2 separate regions of the Mus musculus genome follow, and region 1 is linked to region 2. The links are chromatin contacts, called in public HiChIP or PLAC-seq maps. All regions are on one chromosome and are shown on one strand. Each heading gives the region's core, a stretch centred on a gene start, on an enhancer-like site or on the middle of the called end of the contact. The rest is flanking DNA. Distances are from core to core; before and after follow the strand shown. Region 1 overlaps Zfp239 (zinc finger protein 239). Region 2 overlaps Tmcc1 (transmembrane and coiled coil domains 1).

Evidence for each region. HiChIP or PLAC-seq counts read pairs in DNA pulled down with a chosen protein or histone mark.
Region 1: an H3K27ac HiChIP or PLAC-seq map of large pre-B cells shows a contact between it and region 2, with 6 times the contacts expected there. The contact joins two enhancer-like sites. A contact is called at or near these places in 7 of 39 promoter capture datasets (the C10 cell line, cranial neural crest, embryonic stem cells and 4 more) and 3 of 115 datasets of contacts at active chromatin or transcription factors (embryonic stem cells, large pre-B cells and pancreatic cancer cells).

Annotation. Positions count from the first base shown.
Region 1 is chr6:117,872,683-117,878,066 of GRCm38.p6, reverse strand. Zfp239 (zinc finger protein 239) reads right to left here. Exons shown (of 4, transcript NM_001001792.2): 4 at 5,301-5,384. Among named protein-coding and RNA genes, the nearest start is that of Gm38882, 4.3 kb to the left of the region's middle. Within about 2 kb of position 3,261, at least 38 of the 459 cell types and tissues checked have an H3K27ac peak or open chromatin away from gene starts, as enhancers often do. A contact at or near this core is called in pre-B cells, where this site is marked.
Region 2 is chr6:116,186,528-116,191,482 of GRCm38.p6, reverse strand. All of the region lies in intron 1 of Tmcc1 (transmembrane and coiled coil domains 1), which reads left to right. Among named protein-coding and RNA genes, the nearest start is that of Tmcc1, 4.4 kb to the left of the region's middle. Within about 2 kb of position 1,867, at least 11 of the 459 cell types and tissues checked have an H3K27ac peak or open chromatin away from gene starts, as enhancers often do. A contact at or near this core is called in pre-B cells, where this site is marked.

The DNA of each region.
Region 1 (5,384 bases), core at 2,012-4,511, 1.7 Mb before region 2:
CTTGCATATCAGCTAGGCTGCACACACGTTTAATCCAGATTAAAGATTAAAGATTCCAGAAGCAGATGCAAGAGGGTCTTTTTTCTTTTTTTTTTTTTTTCTTTTTTTTTTTTTTTTTGGGGGGGTTTTCGAGACAGGGCTTCTCTGTGTAGCCGTGGCTGTCCTGGACCTCACTTTGTAGACCAGGCTGGCCTCGAACTCAGAAATCCGCCTGCCTCTGCCTCCCAAGTGCTGGGATTAAAGGCGTTCGCCACCACGCCCGGCGAGGGTCTTTTTTTTTTTTTTAATTTGAGGTCAGCCTGGTTTATAGAATGAGTTTCAAGACAGCTGGAACTTCACAGAGAAACCCTGTCTCAAGCAAATAGACAACAAATATGTATTTCGGTAGGCATTAGTTTTCTGCCTTGACCAGTTAATCCTTTTTATTTTGGTGTAAACTTTATTTATTTATTTTTTGAGGCAGGGTTTCTCTGTAAGCCCTGGCTGTCCTGCAACTCACTTTGTAAACCAGGCTGGCCTCGAACTCAGAAATCTGCCTGCCTCTGCCTCTGAGTGCTGGGATTAAAGGCAGGTGCCACCATGCCTGGCTGGTGTAAACTTTATAATTGTCAATTCTTTCCTTATCTCTACCCTCAAACTGATGAAATTTTGTATTGCTTTAAATCCATAGATTGACTTAGAACAGTCACATTGATATTAACAATTCATGAACATTTTGTCTTTTGTTGTTGTTTTTGTTTTGAGACAGGGTCTCTCTACATAACCCTGGCTATGGTGGAGCTCACTATGTAGACTGGGCTGCCTTGGACTCACAGAGAACCTCTTTCCTCTGCCTCCCAAATGCTGGAGTCAAAGGCATGCATTGCACTTAAGTATAATTTAATTTTTCTCAGCAATGTTGGTCATCTATGGGGATTTTTCCTGTTTTGGCATACAAAAATTATTTGCATTTGAGTATTATTAGTATGTGGAAATCTAGGTAGTTGCATATTGAACTTGTATCTGGTGACCTTATTTGTTGGTTATTTTATGTACAGATTATTTTACGTACACATTATTTTAGATTTTTGTTTTTTAAAAGGTTTACTTGTTTTATGTGTATGAATGTTTTTTAGTCTCCTGGAACAGGAGTTACAGATGGTAGTGAGCAATCATGTAGGTGCTGAGAACCAAATCTGTGTTCTCTGCCAGAACAACCAGTGTTCTTAATAACTCAGTCATCTTACCAGCCCATAGACTTTTAGTTTTGTTTGTTTGTTTTGTTTTTTCAAGACAGGGTTTCTCTGTGTAGCCCTGGCTATCCTGGAACTCACTTTGTAGACCAGGCTGGCCTCCAACTCAGAAATCCGCCTGCCTCTGCCTCCCGAGTGCTGGGATTAAAGGCGTGTGCCACCACGCCAGGCAGAATTTTAGTTTTTGAGATAGGATGTTGCTACATGTATTTGAGAAGGTTCAGTAAAGAAGGGGTAAGGTTTTTATTGTGGGCAACATAGAGAAAATATCCAGAGGCACCTGGAAGAGTCCAGAGCTGAGAAAAAAGAAAGCAGACAGGACATAGCCAGGGCTAGGGAATGGGAAGACGGGAGAGAATAGTGAGAATAGTGGAGGATGGAGGATTGTGGAGAGAGAGATTAGGGTGGACAAATTATGCAGATTACACCATAATGCTATAGCCGAATAGCTGGGGGAGAGTCTTCTTTTGGAGACCAAAAACCTTTCACAAGTTCCTAAGGGATGCTGGGGTTTTTGTTTTGTTTGCTTTTGTTTTTCAAGACAGGGATTCTCTGTGTAGCCAAGGCTGTCCCGGAATGCTATAGACCAGGATGGCCTTGAACTCAGTTATCTGCCTGCCTCTGCCTCCTGAGTGCTAGGATTTAAGACTTGTGCCATCACACCTGGCTTAAATTAAATTTACTTTTGTGTGTGTGTGTCTAGGGTTTCTTCCACATTCACATTCAGGTTCTGGAGGTCAAACTCAGGTCACCAGGATTGGTGACAAGCATTATCTGCTGTGCCATCTCTCCACTCCTTATTGTTCTCCACTAATTATTCCTTAATTTCTTATCAAGTTCTCCAGGAAATGTATCTGGGGTCTACAGTTTCTTTTTTGTAATTTATTTTATTTTATTTAAAGATTTATTTACTATATGTATGTGAGTACACTGTAGCTGTACAGATGGTTGTGAGCCCTCGTGTGGTTGTTGGGAGTTGAATTTTGTTAGGACCTCTGCTATTCCGGTCAGCCCCACTTGCTCCTGTCAACTGTGCTCGCTCAGTCCCTGCTTGCTCCGACCCAAAGATTTATTATTATACATACACTGTAGCTGTTTTTAGACATACCAGAAGAGGGCGTCAGATCTTATTATGGGTGGTTGTGAGTCACCATGTGGTTGCTGGGATTTGAACGCAGGACTTCCAGAAGAGCAGTCAGTGCTCTTACCTGCTGAGCCATCTTGCCAGCCCTCTTTTTTGTAATTTATGTATCCCTCCACGTTTTGTAGATAACTGAACTTCTGATCCTCCCTGCCTCTTTCTCTCTGGTTGATTGGGTATAAGAATGCCACACTAAAGCCGCACGCCTTTGATCCCAACACTCAGAAGGCAGAGGCAGGCAGATTTCTGAGTTTGAGTCCAGCCTGGCCTACAAAGTGAGTCCCAGGACAGCCAGGGTTATACAGAGAAACCCTGTCTCAAAAAACCAAAAAACAAAAAAGAAAACAAACAAACAAACAAACAAAAAAGAATGCCTCACTAGGCCATAGCTACATTCTTAGCCTTCTTTATGTAGATTTTTAAAAAAAAGTTCCAGACTTAATTACTGTGTTTGAGTTTGTCCTTTAGAACATAGGTATGGCTGTTTCCTCCTAGGCACACCATTTGTCATCCCTAGATAGGTGAAAGGTGGTGCTTGTTCAGCAATAGAGTGTGACTTGTACAGGGTTCACATGACCTCAGTCACACTAAAGGCTTTTTATAGTTAGTCTTGCTTCCTGTCTCTGTGTGAAGATGAACCAGAGGTCAGCCGCATGGGAGGGACTAAAAGCCTTAGCTTTGTCCTGTCTCTTAATATTTCACTAGATATCAGAGGTGACTTCCCAGGACTAAGTCTGTCATTTTGCACATGGTCTTCTAGCCCATTGATTGCTTTTTCTTTTGATTCTTTTCCTTGACTTCCAGGGTGCCACATGCTCTTTAAGGTCCTTCCTCGTCATACACAGGTCTAACCCTTTCTTCCCATGTCTGAATGGTTGGGTTGTATGGTCTGTTAGCACTTCCTGTCTTGTGTTCACTCTCTGTCTCAGCCTCCTCTCTGAGCAGTGTTCTCATCAGTCCTCCCTGGGGGCCGATCTTTCTTGGTAATCTCTCTAGTTATGCTCCATCCATTCTGTCTGCATATCCTCTTAAATGTTCAGAAGACCTAAACTATGTGATCAAACCTTGTCTGTTGCCCAAGCCTGCCCCTTTCTCTTGTTTAGCATCTCTCCTTCCACCATGTGGGATTGGGAGATTGAACTTGAATTCAGATTGTCACCTGCAGCTGGCTTCACCTCATCTTTGCTCTCACTGTCATGGTGACAGAGGCCAGGCATTTCTGCATGATTCTGAAAGCCTTCTGTTTTTTTGTTTGTTTGTTTGTTTTTGTTTCTGATTTGTTTTTGTTTTAGGTTTTTTTTTTTTTTTTTTTTTTTTTTTTTTTTTCCAGACAGGGTTTCTCTGTGTAGCCCTGGCTGTCCTGGAGCTCACTCTGTAGACCAGGCTGGCCTTGAACTCAGAGATCCACCTGCCTCTGCCTCCCAAGTGCTGGGATTTTTAGGGGCTCTGTGGACTTCTCTGGTTACAAATACTATTTGCTCCTTGCTGAGTATAGCAGAAGACAATGGGTGTCTATAATCCCAGCTGCTTGGAAGGCTGAGGCAGGAGGACTGAAATAGGTGTAAGGCCTTTCCTGCTCTTCACATTGCTCTGACTTTTCAGAAGAGAACTGATATCAGCCATTTTGTGGTTTCTTTCTTTTTTCTTTTAGACACTGATTAACACTTTTAGACAATGTGTTAATCAATGAAGTAAGCCTGACCCACATAGTGAGTGCCTGTGCAATCAGAACACAGTGAAACCGTGCCTAAAAGAAAAAAGAAAAAGCCCACGACTTCTTAGAGTTGACTTTGGGGCAGAGTGAGACATTGGACTCTAGTTCCCCTGTGCTACTTGTTGAAGAGATGTCTTTTTACCAATGATTATTTTGGGGGATCTTTGAAAAAAGCCTGGTAGAGGGACTAGGGAGATGTCTCAGCGGTTAAGAGCACAGTCTGCTCTTCCGAAGGTCCTGAGTTCGGGTCCCAGCAACCACATGATGGCTTACAACCTTCCTTAAAATCCTTAAAGAGATCTGACTCCCAGCCGGGCGTGGTGTCGAAAAATCCAAAAAAAAAAAAAAAAAAAAAAAAAAAAAGAGAGCTGACTCCCTCTTCTGGAATGTCTGAAGATAGCTACAGTGTACTTACATATAATAAATAAATCTTTTTGTTTTTTGTTGGTTTTTTTTGTTTTTGTTTTTGTTTTTGTTTTTTTTTTCGAGACAGGGTTTCTCTGTATAGCCCTAGCTGTCCTGGAACTCACTTTGTAGACTAAGCTGGCCTCCAACTCAGAAATCCGCCTGCCTCTGCCTCCCGAGTGCTGGGATTAAAGGCGTGCTCCAGCACGCCCGGTTTAATAAATAAATATTAAAGGAAAAAAAAAAAAGCCTGGTAGCTGTAGCCTGTAGTCGTGTGGGCTGACATGTTGAAGTGAGTTTTATTTTTTGTTTCATTGATCCACATGGCCACTTTATCAGTCTTAGTATGGTTTCAGAGCCTCTGATTGACAGCCACATGGTTCCCATGTTTTTGACACCTCTGATTGGCTGCCACATATTCTTCACATTTCTGAAGCCTCTAATTGGCTGCCTCATGTTCCCCACGTACTGTTTCTCCTCTTCCACTGGATCATCTATTCTCCGTAGCACCCAATGCTAGGTTTACTCTCCTATTTTGGCTCTGTTGCTTCAGGATTTCTCCATTGTTTTTATCATGGAAGCATCCCCAAGAAACTACCTTCACTCGTTAAAAACTAATTATTTACATTCCTGAACAGCTGCCAGAGAGGAGGGACTGAGTGGACTTTCCACCATAGTAGTATGTGGGGAGCACTTCCTGTAGTGTGAGTGCAAACTGATGCACATTTTTGTACTAAACACAACAGGTCACCATGCCCGTTATACCTCCAGCTCCCCCACCCCACCCTCAAATGAACACATTGGACGGTCACAGTTTAAAGAGAGCTATTTAGGACTTAAATGGAATATGAAAAACAAGGCACATAATTTCAGAGGAAACATGAATTCCAAT
Region 2 (4,955 bases), core at 618-3,117:
ATTTACTGAGCCTTTACTCTGGCCCAGAATTCTTTTTAGATTATAATAAAGGAACAGAACAAGGCTTCTGCCTCAGTGAGCTGCATTCTGGGTGTGGAGCAGAGGCATAGACAACAAATAAGCAGGCATGACCATTTCAGTGACTAGAGGACAGCAGGCAGTAAGCGCTTTGGGTTTGTTGTTTGTTTGTTTGTGAAGAAGAAAGTAAATATTTTAGCTTTGAGGCACACAGCCTCTGTTGTAGCCATGCAGTTATTGTTTCAGTATGTGCAGCAACAGACAGAAAGTAAACTGGCATGTCTATTTTCCAGTTAAACTTAGACCCTGAAGTTTGAATTTTCACATATCATGAAATGCTCGTCCTTTCCTCTTTCAACCATGTAAACATGTAAAACTAATCTTGGTTTACAAGCCACTTAGAAACCTGGGGCAAGCTGAAACTAGATTTCTATAGAAAAAGTTTGCAGGTCCCTAATGAGGATTATGATAAAAACAAACAAACAACAAACAAAACAAAGAAAACACTAGTGTGACAAGTAACTAGGGGCTAGGTGGAGGGTTGCTGAGAGAAGCCTTGCTAGGGAGAACTTGAATTATGGCCTGAAAGATGGAAGAGCTTTTCTGACAGGTGGAAGTGTGAAGAAATGACCATGTTCCTTGCATCGAAGTCCCCATACACCATGCTCTTCTTGCTTTTGTGCCTGTATGTATGTATGTATGTATGTACTCCATGTATAGCATGGCATGTGTGTGGAGGTCAGAGGAGGCTTAGCAGTAAGCACCTTTATTCACTAAGCCATTTCACTGGCCCAACCTTTGGGTCTTTTCATCCTGTTATATTCCACTAGTTTATTGCTGTTCCCCATCAATTGTAAAAAATCTTGTTAAAGAATTTTTTTTGTTTTTGTGTTTTTGAGACAGGGTTTCTCTGTATAGCTCTGGCTGTCCTGGAACTCACTCTGTAGACCAGGCTGGCATCGAACTCAGAAATCTGCCTGCCTCTGCCTCCCGAGTGCTGGGACTAAAGGCATGCACCACCACACCCGGCTGAGATTTTTTTTTTTTTTTGAGTCAGGGTTTCTCTCTGTAGCCCTTGCTATTCTAGAGCTATGTAGACCAAGCTGGCCTTGAAGAGCTCAGAGCTTCTGTCTGTTCACCACCATGCCTAGTTATTATAAAATCTTACAAGTTAAAAAAAAATAATTCTCACGTAGTTGCTTTCTTTAAATGTTCAGAGTGGTTTTCTAGCCTATATATGAACAGCTTTAATGATAAAAAAATTCATGACTTCCAGGTAGTCTATGCTGTTATAAATGTAACTATTACAATATTCGTTCTGTGAGATTGATCTTTTTACCTGGGAGGGAACCTGCAGGTGGTTGTACCTCATTCCAGGCTTAGGCTTCAACATTGGTGTGTGGACAAAAATCACTCACATAGAGTGCAAACTGTACTTGACAACCCTTTAAACTGCTCAGAAAATAGTGTGCATTTTTTGTATATATAATCATTTAGAGTTTTTGGAGACTCCGAGCTTCACTGGAGGAAGAAACAGGAGAAAGGAATTTTTATGCAGATATGCAGGCCTCCAAACCCTTTGCTTTTAAAAATAGTTACCTAATCTCTAGCAGAGTGTGGGAAATGGAGAATTCCGATGGATTGCTAGCTTCATTCAGACTTTAATTCTATTGTTACATTAAGTCTACATCACATTAATAAATGCTTATAGCTTCCTGTGAATATTAAGGTGACTTGTAGGTAAGGACATGCATGGGACAAAAAGTAGCAATATATGTATCCGGTCCTGTGAAAAGTTGAGAAAAACTTGGCCACCTGCTTCCTGTCTTTCCCTCTTGGTATTTCCTGTTATGGCTCTAGGGAACAGCTGTCACTTTCTTTGCCTTGACTATTGGTCACATCTTACAGAAGTCACTTGTGTGTTAAATGGGTGCATGATGATTATTTTTGCCACATGGCTCTTAAAGTATTTGAGCATTGCCATTGTGTTGCCATTCAACTTTTTACATTTTAGGGATGCTTTTTGTTTGTTTTTCTATCAAAGGGAGATGTTTTTACATTTTCTATTTTTTTCATTTCTGTTTGCCTTTTTCTAGTTACTTTACTATATGGATTGTTCTTATATATGTTTCTGTTTATCACTTCTTCACTTTGGTGCCCTGAAGTATATGTTATGATGCAAACTCAAGTTTGATCTTCTTCCTGAAGCCTTCGCTTAAAACTCCTACCACTTTATACTCCTACCACTTTATACTCCTACCACTTTATACTCCTACCACTTTATACTCCTACCACTTTATACTCCTACCACTTTATACTCCTACCACTTTATACTCCTACCACTTTATACTCCTACCACTTTATACTCCTACCACTTTATACTCCTACCACTTCTCAGACTTTTGGCTGTGATCAGGTGCAGACTTTATGTCTCTCCACTGTCACTTCTGTCCTTTAATGCTTTCTTATATTCTGTTTCATGCACTATCACTACTTCACATTGAGACCTTCATGAAAGCAAAGATCATATTTTAGGCATTTTTCTTTTCTTTTGTGGTTCTGGGGATCGCACCCAGAGCCTTGTGCATGCTAGGCAAGCACTCTACTACCAAGTAACATTTATAGCTTTTCTTTTGGTGTATGTGTATGTGTGTGTTTGTGACTGTGTATGTGTTTGTCTCCTTCTGTGTGTACATGTCTGTCTGTCTCTGTGTTTCTGTGTCTCAGATCCACTGAGTAAAATAGCAGGCATATATTCCATCACAAAGTGTTTTTTTTTTTTAATTCTTTAAAATTAAACTTATTTTAAGGGTACTATTGGATTTCCAGAAGTATTATGAAGCTAGAACTGAGAATTCTTGACTCTCTTGTACTGTTTTCTCTTTTATCAGCATCTTGTTTTTGTTTTTTGTTTTTTTGTTTTTTTTTTTTGGTTTTTTTTGAGACAGGGTTTCTCTGTGTAGCCCTGGCTGTCCTAGCACTCACTTTGTAGACCAGGCAGGCCTCGAACTCAGAAATCCGCCTGCCTCTGCCTCCTGAGTGCTGGGATTAAAGGCGTGCACCACCACGCCCGGCCTCAGCATCTTACATTAATGTGCTTTTGTTACATTTAATGAATCAATATTAATAGATTATTATTAAATTCTCTCTTTCCAGCCCTTTTCCTAATGCCCCTTTCCAATCCCTAGATCCCACCAAGGATACCTCATTACACTCAGTAGTTTTTCCATCTCCCCTCTTCTTTTGCTTGGGATAATTTCCCAGTCATTTCTTATACTTTTGAAATGACTGCTCAGATGTTTTTGTAGCATGCCTTTCAATTAGGGTTTGTCTGTTTCTGTCATAGTTAGACAGGTGTGTAATGTGGCTTTGGAAGGAAGATCACAGAGGTTAAACATAATTTTTTAGAAAAACTTGTGTATGTGTATGTGTTTGGGTTTGGGTATGTCCATTTGAGTGCATTTACCTGTGGAGGCCAGAAGTAGGCATCAGATTCTCTGAAGCGAGAGTTACAGGCAGTTGGATGTGAGTCTTCTACTAAGTGCTCTTAACCACGTAGTCATCTTTCCAAACACCTAGAATATTATTCTTACCAGCTGTCAAGACTGTAGCAATTCAGTGTTGATGTTAATCTGTATTACCTGCCTGGGAAAAAGTCAGTATGCCCAGGTCACTTAGGAGTGAAAAGTTCACTTATTTTTGTTTGTCAGACTGTTCAAGCTCCAGGAGCTCTTTTGCTCAGCTTCTTTACATGTCCCACTGTTGTATATATGTGTTTCATTTCTCATTTTCCTACAGTGTGAGATGTCCAAGACTCAGCCTGTAGGTTTTCTAGTCCAGTCCTATAAATCCTAGAAGCCATGGTGTGGTTGTTGGGTGTGCTTATTTGCTCCTGGAAAGTTGTCACTCCCAGACTCTCTCAGATGATGGAGAAAGGAGTTGATGCAGCATGCAAAGTCTTTGACACCATGTTGTCACTAAGTATTTCTATGTATAAAAATACTAGAGCCTGTGACTCTATTAAAGCAAACAGAAGGGCCCAATGTCCCTAACTCTTAACCACATTCTCCTCCTTGTTAACTGAATTTTTATTTTATTTTATTTTATTTTATTTTATTTATTAGTGTATGGGTGTTTCATCTGCATGTCACAGGTGTGCAGTGTCCATGGTGGCCAAAAGAGGGCATTGGATTCACCTGGGACATTATAGATGATTTTCAGCTATGATGTGGGTGCTGGAAATGGAACCTGAGTTTTATATTGATTTGGCAAGTATTGTGAAAAATAATAGAACCAAGAATTGGCTAGGAGGCTGTTGGCTGTCAGCAGTCCTTTCTCCCTAGGTTATAGGCTGGCTGGAATGACACATGAAATTCTAGTCTTGATTTTTCAAAGGGGCTTAGGAAAGTTTTTTGTGTAATTCCTGTTTATTCTCAAGTATCCAGTGTATGTGGCTCCTTTAGTCAGATAAGGAGAGTGGACAGGGGTGGCTAGATCCAACTTGGTATAAGCCTCTATGGAAGACTACTTTTTCTTCATTTATTTATTTAAAGGTACTGTTGAGTACTCTAATATCTGGTGGTTCTGTTCTAGGTTTTTAAGATCTAATGTGTAAAAATTTGTGTCTTATTAGAGTTTATGTTCTAGTGGATATGCAGTAGCAGATTGAGGCCAAAACTCGTTTGTAAACTTTGGCTAGTACTGTCATAATGCAGTGGGTTTCAGAAAGCCCAGGGAGGGTTGTTTTAAGTTCCTTTTACAGACATTGTGGGGAAAACAGGAAGCAATTGAGCAGCTTCCTGACAGACGTGATTGTGCAGGGAGATTAAGATCACCAAAGTTTATTCTCTCCTGTTTAAGATTCTTCTGTGCATTGGCAGTTGATGAGAGTGATCTTGTGGCATTTCAAATCAGCAGCAAGACATTATAGTCAAGAC